Linked DNA regions of Hordeum vulgare: region 1 is linked to region 2. A link is a contact called in public Hi-C data. All regions are on one chromosome and are shown on one strand. Each heading gives the region's core, a stretch centred on a gene start, on an enhancer-like site or on the middle of the called end of the contact. The rest is flanking DNA. Distances are from core to core; before and after follow the strand shown.

Region 1 (5,739 bases), core at 1,791-4,290, 190 kb before region 2:
AAGGAAACAACATGATCATATTGTCATCCTAGTTAATCTAGAGGGGATTGTTTTCAAATTCAAACACACGAAACTATTGAATACTGAGAAAGTTATCATAAACATACACTTGGTATATCAAATATTTTGCTTGCTGTAACAGAAAGAGATGTTATACTCCATCCAGCATTCCGAGAACCCCAAAAATCATGAAGCCCAGATTCAAATAGCTTCATTGCATCTTCTTGAATTTTGCCAGTCCCATAGCGTAATGGACAAGATTTGGAAGGGAATTTCTTCATTGAATTACCCTCGTTTTCCTACATATTCACCATTAGTAAGCTGAAACTAAAAGGCAATGAGTAAATTACATGAAGTACCTTAGATGCCCTAGCTTGGAGAGTTAATGTTTGAGCGACTCTCTTGTTGCAGCTCAAGTCAGACTGAATCCGCTCGCTCAATTCTTCACAAAGTTTATCCAGCCAGCTCTTAACCTAAAATGTATAAAATCGATTGTGAATTAATACGCCAGATTCAACGTAGCTAAAACAAAACATCCTACATTCATACACAGAATCAGAAATAACATATTTTGAGCCATCCTTGTGTGGGATTTGACTCGTTGACAATGCAATAATCCAGTAACCTATTTTAAGTTTGGTGGGATACAAGTATCATACAAAACCAATTTGTATTGTACAGCATCATGAAACTCCCAACATAGTTCAAAATGTACAACATGCCCCTAATCAAACCGGCACAAGGCATGTTGATACCAATCTGCCTAAGCTCTTGATGTGTGAAAAAAGGTCCAAAGGCCATTAATAAAATATTTAGCATCAACCAAGGGGTGTGCAACCTCTGCACAATATTAGTAAGCTGTGTCACTAAATGAAAAGACACTCTCCTAGCATCAGGTGATCGTTCGAGTTATGAGATGTGTATCATTAGCAACTAATGTTTTAGGTTTTTATCAGCTGTGCACGTCCATATAGTTGTCAGGAGAGTTGTTGGATAATATTTCTTAGTTTATATAAGCAGCTCTAAAGTAGAAAAGGCTGTTAGAGAACAAAAGAAAGCATGCTTACAGAAGAATTGTTCTTTAATGCTTTTGGGCCAGGAAATGTTTTTCCACAACCATGACTCTTTGGTAGAAGACGGTCCTCAACTTCTTCTCCACTAATACCTCTTGCAGTCTTCCATAACCACGTTCTGTGCAAAAATCAGATGCTTATAAGATGATATTTAACCAAGTACTATACATGATTTCTATACTTATAATTTGAAGCATATTAGCATGGAAATTTAAGTTGCACACTAAAAGTAAAAAAAAAAAAATTAGCAAGTCCAAATCTTTTACGTGGTATCCTAAACAACAGGCACCTGAAATAAAATCAAGCAATATGCAAAACTTTACCCTGTATTTACACCATAGTACTCTTGTAATTTCTCTTCTGTAAAACCTAGAAGATCCCCAACTGTCTCAACCCCCAGATCGTCCTGCAAGGAACTCCCAAGCTTACCCCCAAGTTGTTTCCTGCATAACATGGACGCTTTTCGTAATTCAGTATCAGACATTTCTAGAATGCAAGGACTAGAGAGTAATACAAGGTTTTAAAAACTTTGTCCAACAGAAAAAAAGAAACCAATAAATGTGGAGTTGTCATGTGGCTCGTTACATCTTCTTCACAGGCAGTGATGCTAGAAAGTCTTGAACCGAAGAAGATGGAACAACTGTTTGTTGAGCAGGTTTGTGCATCCCGCTGACAAGTTTAGCTAACATCTGCAGAATATAACAACATTTGAGTGGAACACTGCAGCAGGAAAAGGAAAGTATCAAAAGGGTAATGGAACAAGAGAAGCACTATGGGGAAGCTGAATTGAGTTCCTAAGTTCAGAGAACAGTACAAATAATTGGACTAATTATTCTTAAATGTGCAGAATGAGAAGAAACGAATCATGCAAAAAAGCATACTTCATCTACTCACTATTATGACTGGTTATAAACCTTATTGTGAGCAATGCCAGCAGAACACGTGAATTGGGTTTCCTCCAGAACTTTTACTCGTAACTGTGCAACAAGTATAGTTCCGCACGCCAGCAACTTATCCTGGTAGTCGGCATCTGCTCGACAAAGCCATGCCTTCACATTCTCTTCCCTGTCACCGGCATCCTGAACATACATATCAAGGTCTACGGTCACACTCACACCAAATGTAAGAGCAGCCCCAACCAATTTACGGAGAATTTCTTACAGAAGGAAGGTCCAGGATATTTGACTTTGTGGCCTCCTCAAAGATAGACTCTGACGACTCCGGGGGAGATTCCAAGAGCATTTCCTTGGCTGCATCAGTAAGGTCGAGATAGACTTCGTCGATGGATGCTCGCTCACACTTCCCCTTAGTCGAAAGGATCGCTACGACCTGAAAGGATTGGACGCAAAACCGTCAAATGCCATGGAACAGTCCTGGTTGTTTAACAATGGGGTAAATTATCGGTGTTGTTGCAGTGGCATGCTACCTCGGAGCCGGCATTTCGGTACACATTGAGATCGGCCTTGTCACGGGACACGGGAACCTGGACGAGGTTTATGCCTGGACAGACATTCTTGGCCTCATCCCCACGCATGGACCTGAATCAACCAATAAAGCATGACAGATATCTGACAGGAACCCCCGAACGGAGCAGGTGAATCGGCCCTCACCTCTTGACGCCGAACTTGCGGGCCTCGTAGCTCACCGCAATCAGGCCGCCGCCTTTCCAGTCGTTGTACTGCACCACGGCCGTCGGCTGCCCCCTGAGCGCCGGGTTCCTCCGCTGCTCGACTGCAGGTGAGCGAATGCACTGTTACCCTCTCAGTTCAGAGACGCTGCGAGAGAGGGGGCAGGGTAGAGGGGGTAGAGGACGAAGAGGGTGGTGACCTTGCACGTAGAAGCAATCGAGGTCGAGGTGGGCGATCACCCGCGGCTCCTGCGGCTCGGGCCTCGCCACCGGCATCGCTTCCCTTTCCCCGCCGCCGCCTCCCGCCGACTCTGCCCTCGCTTTCGCTTCCCTTTCTCTATTGCTTCTTTGTTTATGTTTCGGTTTCGGCCGGGCGCGATCATGGCCGTCCGTCTCGCCAGTTGGAGAGACCACGTGGCGGGCATCCCGCGACTTCTAAGCGAGCCCGTCCCGTTGGCAACCCCATCTCCACGCATCTCCCCTTCCCTCGTCCCATTCCCCTTGTCCACTCTACTCCTCTTCTCTTCCCCTCCGTGCCGCTGCCGCGTGAAGGAGCCGCGGAAGCGGCCGGACTTTGCCGCCGAGGCCGGGAGCGACCAGCGATCTCCTGCCCCGTCGCACCAGGTAAGGGCGCTGCTCAGTGCCTCTTGTATTTTGGTAGGATACTCCGCGAGTCGATCAACACTGTTTGTTTACTGAAATGTATCTTCCAAACTGTTTCCCCTTGCAGATTAACAGTGTGTTTTCCTTGACGTACGAGATATGGGGAACCGACATTTGGCTTGACGCTGGAGCGAACTGTCGTTCGACATCCTCAGAAGTTCAACTCTCTCCTGACCTCATACTTGTGATTGCGAATTTGTGGCATGCAGCTCGGGGTCCAAGATCAACGTATCCTCGTGTGTGGAAGACTGATAAGAGAATTGGCACCATTTCCAAGTCAGAAAAGCTTGTCAAATATGGGAGGTTCTCCTACATTTCACATGCATCATTTTTGGGCTCCTTGTATCCGTGGTCCGTTTCAGCCTACGAGCTAATGCAGGCTCAAAACTACTCCCTCCGTTTTAAAATAAGTGATTTAAAAAAGATCTAATTTTATACTAAAGTTAGTACGAAGTTGAATCACTTTTGAGTCATTTATTTTAAGACGAAGGGAGTATATTCTGCATTTATTTTGGTTGCTCACAAAACTCCAACCTGCAACAAGAATACCGTTTGATTGCAAGCATGTGGTACCCATATGCACGTGATGTTTGTTGGTCACGTTTAAGGCATGCGGTGTGGTAACCTCTTGTTCGAGTGGTGAGGTTATCAACACACATACTCATAGGCAGAGCTTAGCAATTTGAACAAGCATTCGCATTACATTATAGGCATTACATTAGCATAGTCATAGACTCACAATAACGACCCAGAATATCCACACAGACTGACAGATCAATGGCCGACATTCATTGGCCTCCCCCGAGGCATCTCCAAGGTGTTGCCCTCAGCAACCTCCTTGCCTTTGGAGCTATTCCCATGCTAATTAAACTGAATGAGATCAATGGATGTAACGAACCACCATGGACTAATCATGAAAATCAACACACAAGCACATGTAACAAACTAGCATGAAGTGATCATGAAGTTGAACATAGTAGCATTGAAACCGACATGGAAAACATGTGCATCTACCACAACAACAAGAACATCATCAGTGTCAACAAGCCCCTACAGCAAGATCAAGAGTTTTCATGCTGACAAGGCAAACTTGAGCCCTAGAAAAACCTTAATCAAGCCCTATTACGACACCCAAATCTAACCCCATATCAACACCCTGTATAGACACTCAAATCTAACGTACTTGGGCACCCAAATCAAGCCACGCCCTAATTGAGCAGTGTGAAAGTGAAAACCTTAATTGACAACCTAATCAAGCCATATGAAACCCTAAATCTGACCATAAATACAAATCGACACCCAAATCGAAACTTCCAAGTCTAAATCGATGGCTAAATTGATGCCCACATTCCCTAAATCGGACAGGCAAGGGCTTACCGCCATTGATGAAGGGGTGATGAAATCGGTGGTCGTCGTTGAGATCTTTGACTCGTCGAGGCCCGTCGGTGAGAGAGGGTGAGCGATGAGATAGGGGTGAGGGGATTTATGGCGTGGCTTTGGGAAAGAACGCGGTGTCTCCCGTGCGTATAATTGTGTGTCGTCCTTGCACTCAATCGGGCCTGGCTCGCTGGAAATAGTCAATTCGATCGTTCATCTTGAGTTAGTCTCTAGGTGCTTTGAGTATTGTGCTATGCAGATCCAGCTGCACGTGGAGGTAACCAATCGATCCAAAATTGCATTCCCATGGCGTGGCTGGGTGTTATGTAGGCAAACAAAGACGAGGTTACCATGTAAGTGTGTACCTACACGTAAACAATTGTTCCCTAGTTCAGCTTTGTTATGGAACTCTATAGCCATCAACACTTGTAGCCATTTCAGCTATAAAGCTATGTGTAGGCACCAGAAGTTTACATCCCTATAGTTGCATATTGCCTTTCATTGACGGGTTTCAAATCATAGATGCCGAAAAAGGATTCCCCTGCTTTGTATTACAAAACAACCAACCGAGACATTCAACGATAGGTGCTGGGGCAGTAGGGATGGCAATGGGTACCCATTACCCACGTACCCCGTGGGTAAAATCCTAATAGGGTAAGGGTATGGGACATAAATTTAACCATGGGTATATAAATAGAAAAAGCTGAAACCCATCGGGTAGAGCGGGTATGGGTATGGGATCATATAACCCATACCCATATACCCATGTACCCATATAAAATCTATGTAAACTCAAAATTATCTCTACAATCTACACGATGTCAGTAATTTATGAATTGAAAGTGTATGCCTATGTGTTGTTGTTTATGACTATATGATGTTGTTTTATAAGTATGTGTTGTAGTTATAATCTATCTTTGTAAACTATATGATACAATGCAGTTTATAACTATAAGTTTTTTTAATTGATGTTTTGCAAATACGGGTAATTTTACCCGC
Region 2 (5,174 bases), core at 2,359-4,858:
TCCATTGTGCTTGTCTGAATCTCTTTTGGTTTATATAAAAAATCCGTCTTGTTTGCATAATTTTCGTCCGTTAAAATGTATGTGAAAAGCGTTGAATGATGACCTTTGATATAAGTGTCCGTAAACGGATACACAGTAAATTTACGGGTCAGCGTGTAAGATGCCTCCCCGACGTTAGCAAGCACGACCGACATGTATGGGGCACCTTCGCTTAACGAGTCTGATCATGTAAAGCATGCACCGAAGAAGAAGACCACTAGGCATCGGTAAGCATAATTTCGTCTCATTGTGAAGTGCAATCAACGCAACATCCAAAAAAACTACCCCGCAACGAAGTCACATGTGGGTGCGTGCGTGCGTTGCGAGGTGTTTTTCATGGGCGTACGCTAGTGTTTGTCACTCCTCTAGCTACCAAGTAGTGCGCGCAGCCTTCCACAGCCCGCAAGCACCAGCGACGTATGTGCCGCTCATTGGACCATCGGCGGTGAAAGTCCATGCGCTACGTCCTTCCTCGCTGACAAAGTAAACTAAGCTAGATTAGTCTAAACCACCACAGTGACAAGAAAGGAACCAAACCCCACACACAAACACATGTGCACTAGGACCCAAGCAAAGCATTTTGTTGGGCACGTTCGCTAATCTGCTCCTTACTCTTCCTCCCTCTTCTCCTTTGTCCTCTCCTGCCGCTATCCTATCTCCCACAGCCTACAGGGAGCATCTTTGCCATCTCACAAAGCTTACAAAGTTGCAACTTCCGAGGGAGGGAGGGAGCCCTACGCTTCGTGACCCGTTTCATCACACTGTGGCTCAGGTGGTGTATAGTATACCATACCATGTTCTTGGACGTTGCTCATGTCCCGATCGGTCATTCGTGTGCACTGCGTATCTACTATCCTCCTTTGTGATCTCATCTCATTACTCGTGTCGCCCATATGTATGGTGCGTAGCGTACCAGTACCATGTTGGATGGAGCAGGTGCGCGTGTGTCACAATCAACGGTGCGCCTTCCCTTTGGATGCATGTAGGTGAGCGGGTCATCATGCCTTGGAAACTGCAAGATATGGGTCCATATCGACTTCACCCCACGACCCTAGATAATACCGCCAAATAGATTGTCAATCGATCTTGCAAGATTCTAAATCATGTCGACCATGCAGGTGTGTGTGTGTGTGTGACGATCGATTGCTTTGCCATGCGTGGAACTTCTCGGTGCGAGTGCTTAGGTGAGTGATAAGTACACATCACACGCTAACTAGTTCTAGTTGGGCTGCAGGTGATTATTAGAGCATCTCAATCCTAAAAAAATATTAGGCATCAAAATAACGTTTTAACGCGTGCGGACGGTGTGCTATCTTTTGTAGCCGCTGTAAATTTTAACGTGCTGCTGCAACGTTTCAGCATACATGATAAAATAAAACGCGCGGACGTCGCCATTTGATACATATAAAACATCACATATCAATTTATGACAAAAAATAACATGATCTTGACATAAAAATATACAAAATGATGAGTTGAGCAACATAGAGTAATTTAAGACATAGTTTAAAATCATCCACCATTATGTGAAGCTATTCATATGCACATGTTTCTAGCAACAACAAAAGCAAGAAAAACATTTACCTTACGGGCATTTCATCGAACGCATTTGGGCATTGGTCGCCAGCGCCCCAAATTGCGTCTCCCCGGGCACTTTCGGTGGTGGTGGCGGCGGAGGTGGGGCGAGGGGCTTTGTCGGTTTCTTCCTCGCCGCCACCTTCTTCTTCTTTTGGACCGGCGGCGCCAACGCCATTGCCGTAGCCGCTGTCACCTCGTGTGGTGGCTTGATCATGGAGCTCCATGGCTTCGAGGTGGGCGGCGGCGCAAAGCCACCTTGAAGTTTTGTGTGTGGCGCCATGAAAAGGCCGCACGCAAGACCGGTGCTTGGCGGTGCTCTGTCGTCAATGGAACCGGAGGTCAACCCACGCAAAGGTTTACAGCGACGACGGAGGAGGAGGAGGCGGCGACGGTCGATGGGTCGCGAGCGTAGGGAAGGGTCGGGGACATGTCTACACGGATGTCCATCGCCGACGGAGGCTCAGGGAGGGGCGAAGATAGGCGCGGCGAATGACGGTTGGAGGTATGCGCACGCGATTAGTTTTGTCCCGCATGCGAGCGAACGCATCAAATGTAGTGTGTGGGATGCAGTTTTTTCGAGTGCGTTGGCACGGTTTTACCGCGTGCGGTATTATTGAACGGCTGCTGGAGCGTTGTTTTCTTCCGCGTGGGCTATATTATCGATTTTTTGATGCCCGACTTATTTAATGTCTTTATTGGAGATGTTCTTAGGCGCAACGTCTTTGTTGCACGAACTGACCATGACACGGGTTTTCTGCTGCAAGAAGAGCCACTCTACCCCGTGCACCTCATCTCTCACGATCTTGTGTGTGCTTTACATTTTTTGACTCGCAAAGCCAGCTTCCCCCGCAGCCTGCTTAAAATTGCTCTAGGAATATATATGTATATATATACTGTAGCAGCGCTTGATTGCCAATGGGGCCAGGGGCGATTGCCCCTCTCTGCCTACATTGATTTCTCACCCATCTGCCGTGCTTACTAATCACTTTCCAAAAGATCCAAATCCTTTCACTTGGCTCCGTTTAGTTGCTGTCCTGCCCTGTCCTCCAACCGTATTTCGATTCTCTATATATACTTGGTACTACGTCCTCTGTATCCTCCTGCCGGTTTGCCCGGCTTCAAATGCGTGGCCGTACATCTCAACGGGAGTTCAGTACGTACCTTGCAGATAGATAGATAGATAGATAGATAGATAAACATCGGCAGGAAACATTCTTCGGAACCACATAATCTAAACTGAATCTCTGGTTGCTTCAAAAGCCGAGTAGTACGTACAAAACGCTCGCTGCAAAAGCGAGTAAAGTAGCCGGTGTGGTGTGGCTGGACCCCGAAGCACGTGCAGCTTAATGCTAGTATTACAGACGGTGTATGTAAACCAAGTCAAAGGCCCATGGAACGCCGCCTGATTGCTTCAAAACCTTTCTCCTCGCTCAGAAAAGCGGCGTGTCGCGTGAGCATCACCCTCTCGGAAATCACTCGTCCGTCCGTCGGAAATTCGTCACGTCAAAACCCCCACCCGCTGGCGCTGGTACGAGCCCTATCGGTCACCAGACGCGAGATGCCTGCCTGCCTGCCCGTGATGTGCGGTGCCGTTTCTCCGTCGGCATTTTCTCCCAAGCGGCCGAGCAGTCACCACGGAGGGAGGCCTCCCAGTGCCGCCGTACAAGCAAGGAGCGGCAGGCAGTGATCACCGACGGTCGGTCAGGCCATGAGACGAGCCACGCCACGCCACGTTCGCAGGGCCGGCCCCTCTTCGCAAGTTGCCACGCCAAGCTGGTCCTTTCGTTACGTTTTTTTTTAACCGGTATATATATAGTAACGTTCTGATCAATCCGCGCGCCGCCCGCATTAACGCTGTGCGCCACCAACCGGTCGAGGTCGGGTGGCACGCGGCTCGGGTCGGCTCGGCTGCGTCCCGTTGCTCCCATCGATTTTTTTCGATTTCTGCCGTTCAAATTTGAATCGCCACCGCACCGGCCCCGGTCGCCTTTACGGAACCCGGCGCCCCTCTCGTAGCCGCAGCCTCCATTTATTAATGCCGTTTTCCACGAGAGAGTGGAGTGGTGGACTGACCTGACCTGACCTGACTCGACCCCTTTTCTTTCTCGCGCCGCTGTGCCGCCTGCTTCCTGCCTGCCTTTCCACCACCCCCGTCCCTCCCTCTCCTTCGTGCTCCTCTCCTCTCATCCATCCCAGCAGACGCCGAGGCCAGCAGCCAGCTAGAGGCCGGGCGTGGCGGACAGGGCAACGGGCGCAGGCCATGCCGAGATCCAGGTGGGTGCAGTGCAGTGCATTTCAATGTCCGGCGTCGGTTTCCTTCCTTTCTGAGACGTTGGTGCGCATTTAATCCCAGGGGGTCCGAGCTGCCGCAGCGGGCGTCGCCGCGCGCGCCGCTGCACCTCAAGACCACGGCCTCCTCCGACGCCAATGGCGCGCACCACCGGGTCGTCGTCGACCGGAGCAGCCCCAAGGTCGCCGACCGGCACTCCCCGCGCAGCCCGCTGCCAGAGGTACGCTGCTGTCTCTGAGTCAGTTTCTCCATTCACGCTCCCCTCTGGTCATGCTCGCCGTTTCATCTGGCGGCGGCGCGGTTTGCAGAAGAGGCGTGCGGGGACCCGGGTGGCGGAGCTCGAGACCAAGCTGGGGAAGGTGCAGGACGAGCTCAAGAAGCTGAGGGAACAGCTCGTGTCTGCGGAGGCCGCCAAGAAGGACGCGCAGGTCGCGCTCGAGGAGGCCAAGAAGCATGTCGGCGCCAAGGGGAGCCCCAAGCCGGCGGCGTCCCCTCCCTCCCCCGCCCCTCTACCGGTCGAGGACGAGAAGAAAGCTGATGAGGTGAAGGTCGCTGAAGAACCGGCGGCCGTGGAGGAGGAGGAGGAGGAGAGCAGCATGAACTCCCCGGCGACCGATGTGTTTGAGGTCGTCCGGACCGAGTCGGGCGACAAGGAGAACCAGAGCGCGCTCGTTGCCGAGGACAGCGAAGAGGTGAGCTGTGGAGACAAGGCGGCGCTGGCCGAGCAGGAGGTGGAGGTGGAGGTGGAGGAGACCAAGACGATGATTGAGGAGGATAGCAAGGACCCCGCGGCCGCCATTGGTGGCGGCGAAAAGGAGAGCCCGGAGGTCGTGGAGCTCAAGGCCCAGCTCATGGCCAAGGAGATGGAAGTCGCCGTCCTCACGGCCGACAATGCGGAGCTCAAGAAGCAGGCCGATGAGGCCGCGGCGGCGGCCAAGAGGGCTGACGAGGAGGCTGTGGCCAAGGCTTTTCTCGTCGAGCAGGAGCTCAAGGAGAACGCGGCGCGGGAGTCCCGGATGCGCGAGCAGCTGAGCGCGTCCGAGGCCGCGCGCGAGGCGCTGGACGCCGAGATGCGGCGCCTGCGCGTGCAGACCGAGCAGTGGCGCAAGGCGGCCGAGGCAGCCGCCGCGGTGATCGGCGGGGACGCCCATCTTGTCGGTCACCACGGCCTTGCCGGCAATGGCAACGGGTGGGGGTCCCCCGCGACGATGCCGGACGACGGCGACGACGAGGGGTTCGGCAGCAAGCGGAAGGGCGCCGGCATCCG

What was found. Hi-C and Micro-C count contacts between places; a contact is called where the count stands out from the background.
Region 1: a contact with region 2 is called in a Hi-C map of leaf, with 2.5 times the contacts expected there. The contact joins the promoter of LOC123444447 here to the promoter of LOC123444445 in region 2. A contact is called at or near these places in 5 of 6 Hi-C or Micro-C datasets (leaf and seedling) and 1 of 1 datasets of contacts at active chromatin or transcription factors (embryo).

Annotation. Positions count from the first base shown.
Region 1 is chr3H:493,570,651-493,576,389 of MorexV3_pseudomolecules_assembly, reverse strand. It overlaps LOC123444447 (DNA polymerase eta), which reads right to left and starts at 3,040. Exons shown (of 14, transcript XM_045121155.1): 1 at 2,901-3,040; 2 at 2,684-2,804; 3 at 2,500-2,611; 4 at 2,235-2,402; 5 at 1,988-2,152; 6 at 1,659-1,762; 7 at 1,397-1,516; 8 at 1,068-1,188; 9 at 360-473; 10 at 108-299. The coding sequence starts at 2,976. LOC123444448 reads left to right here and starts at 2,906. Exons shown (of 2, transcript XM_045121158.1): 1 at 2,906-3,324; 2 at 3,431-3,921. The coding sequence starts at 3,055. The coding sequence ends at 3,793.
Region 2 is chr3H:493,378,966-493,384,139 of MorexV3_pseudomolecules_assembly, reverse strand. LOC123444445 (interactor of constitutive active ROPs 1-like) reads left to right here and starts at 3,608. Exons shown (of 3, transcript XM_045121153.1): 1 at 3,608-3,891; 2 at 3,971-4,127; 3 at 4,216-5,174. The coding sequence starts at 3,878.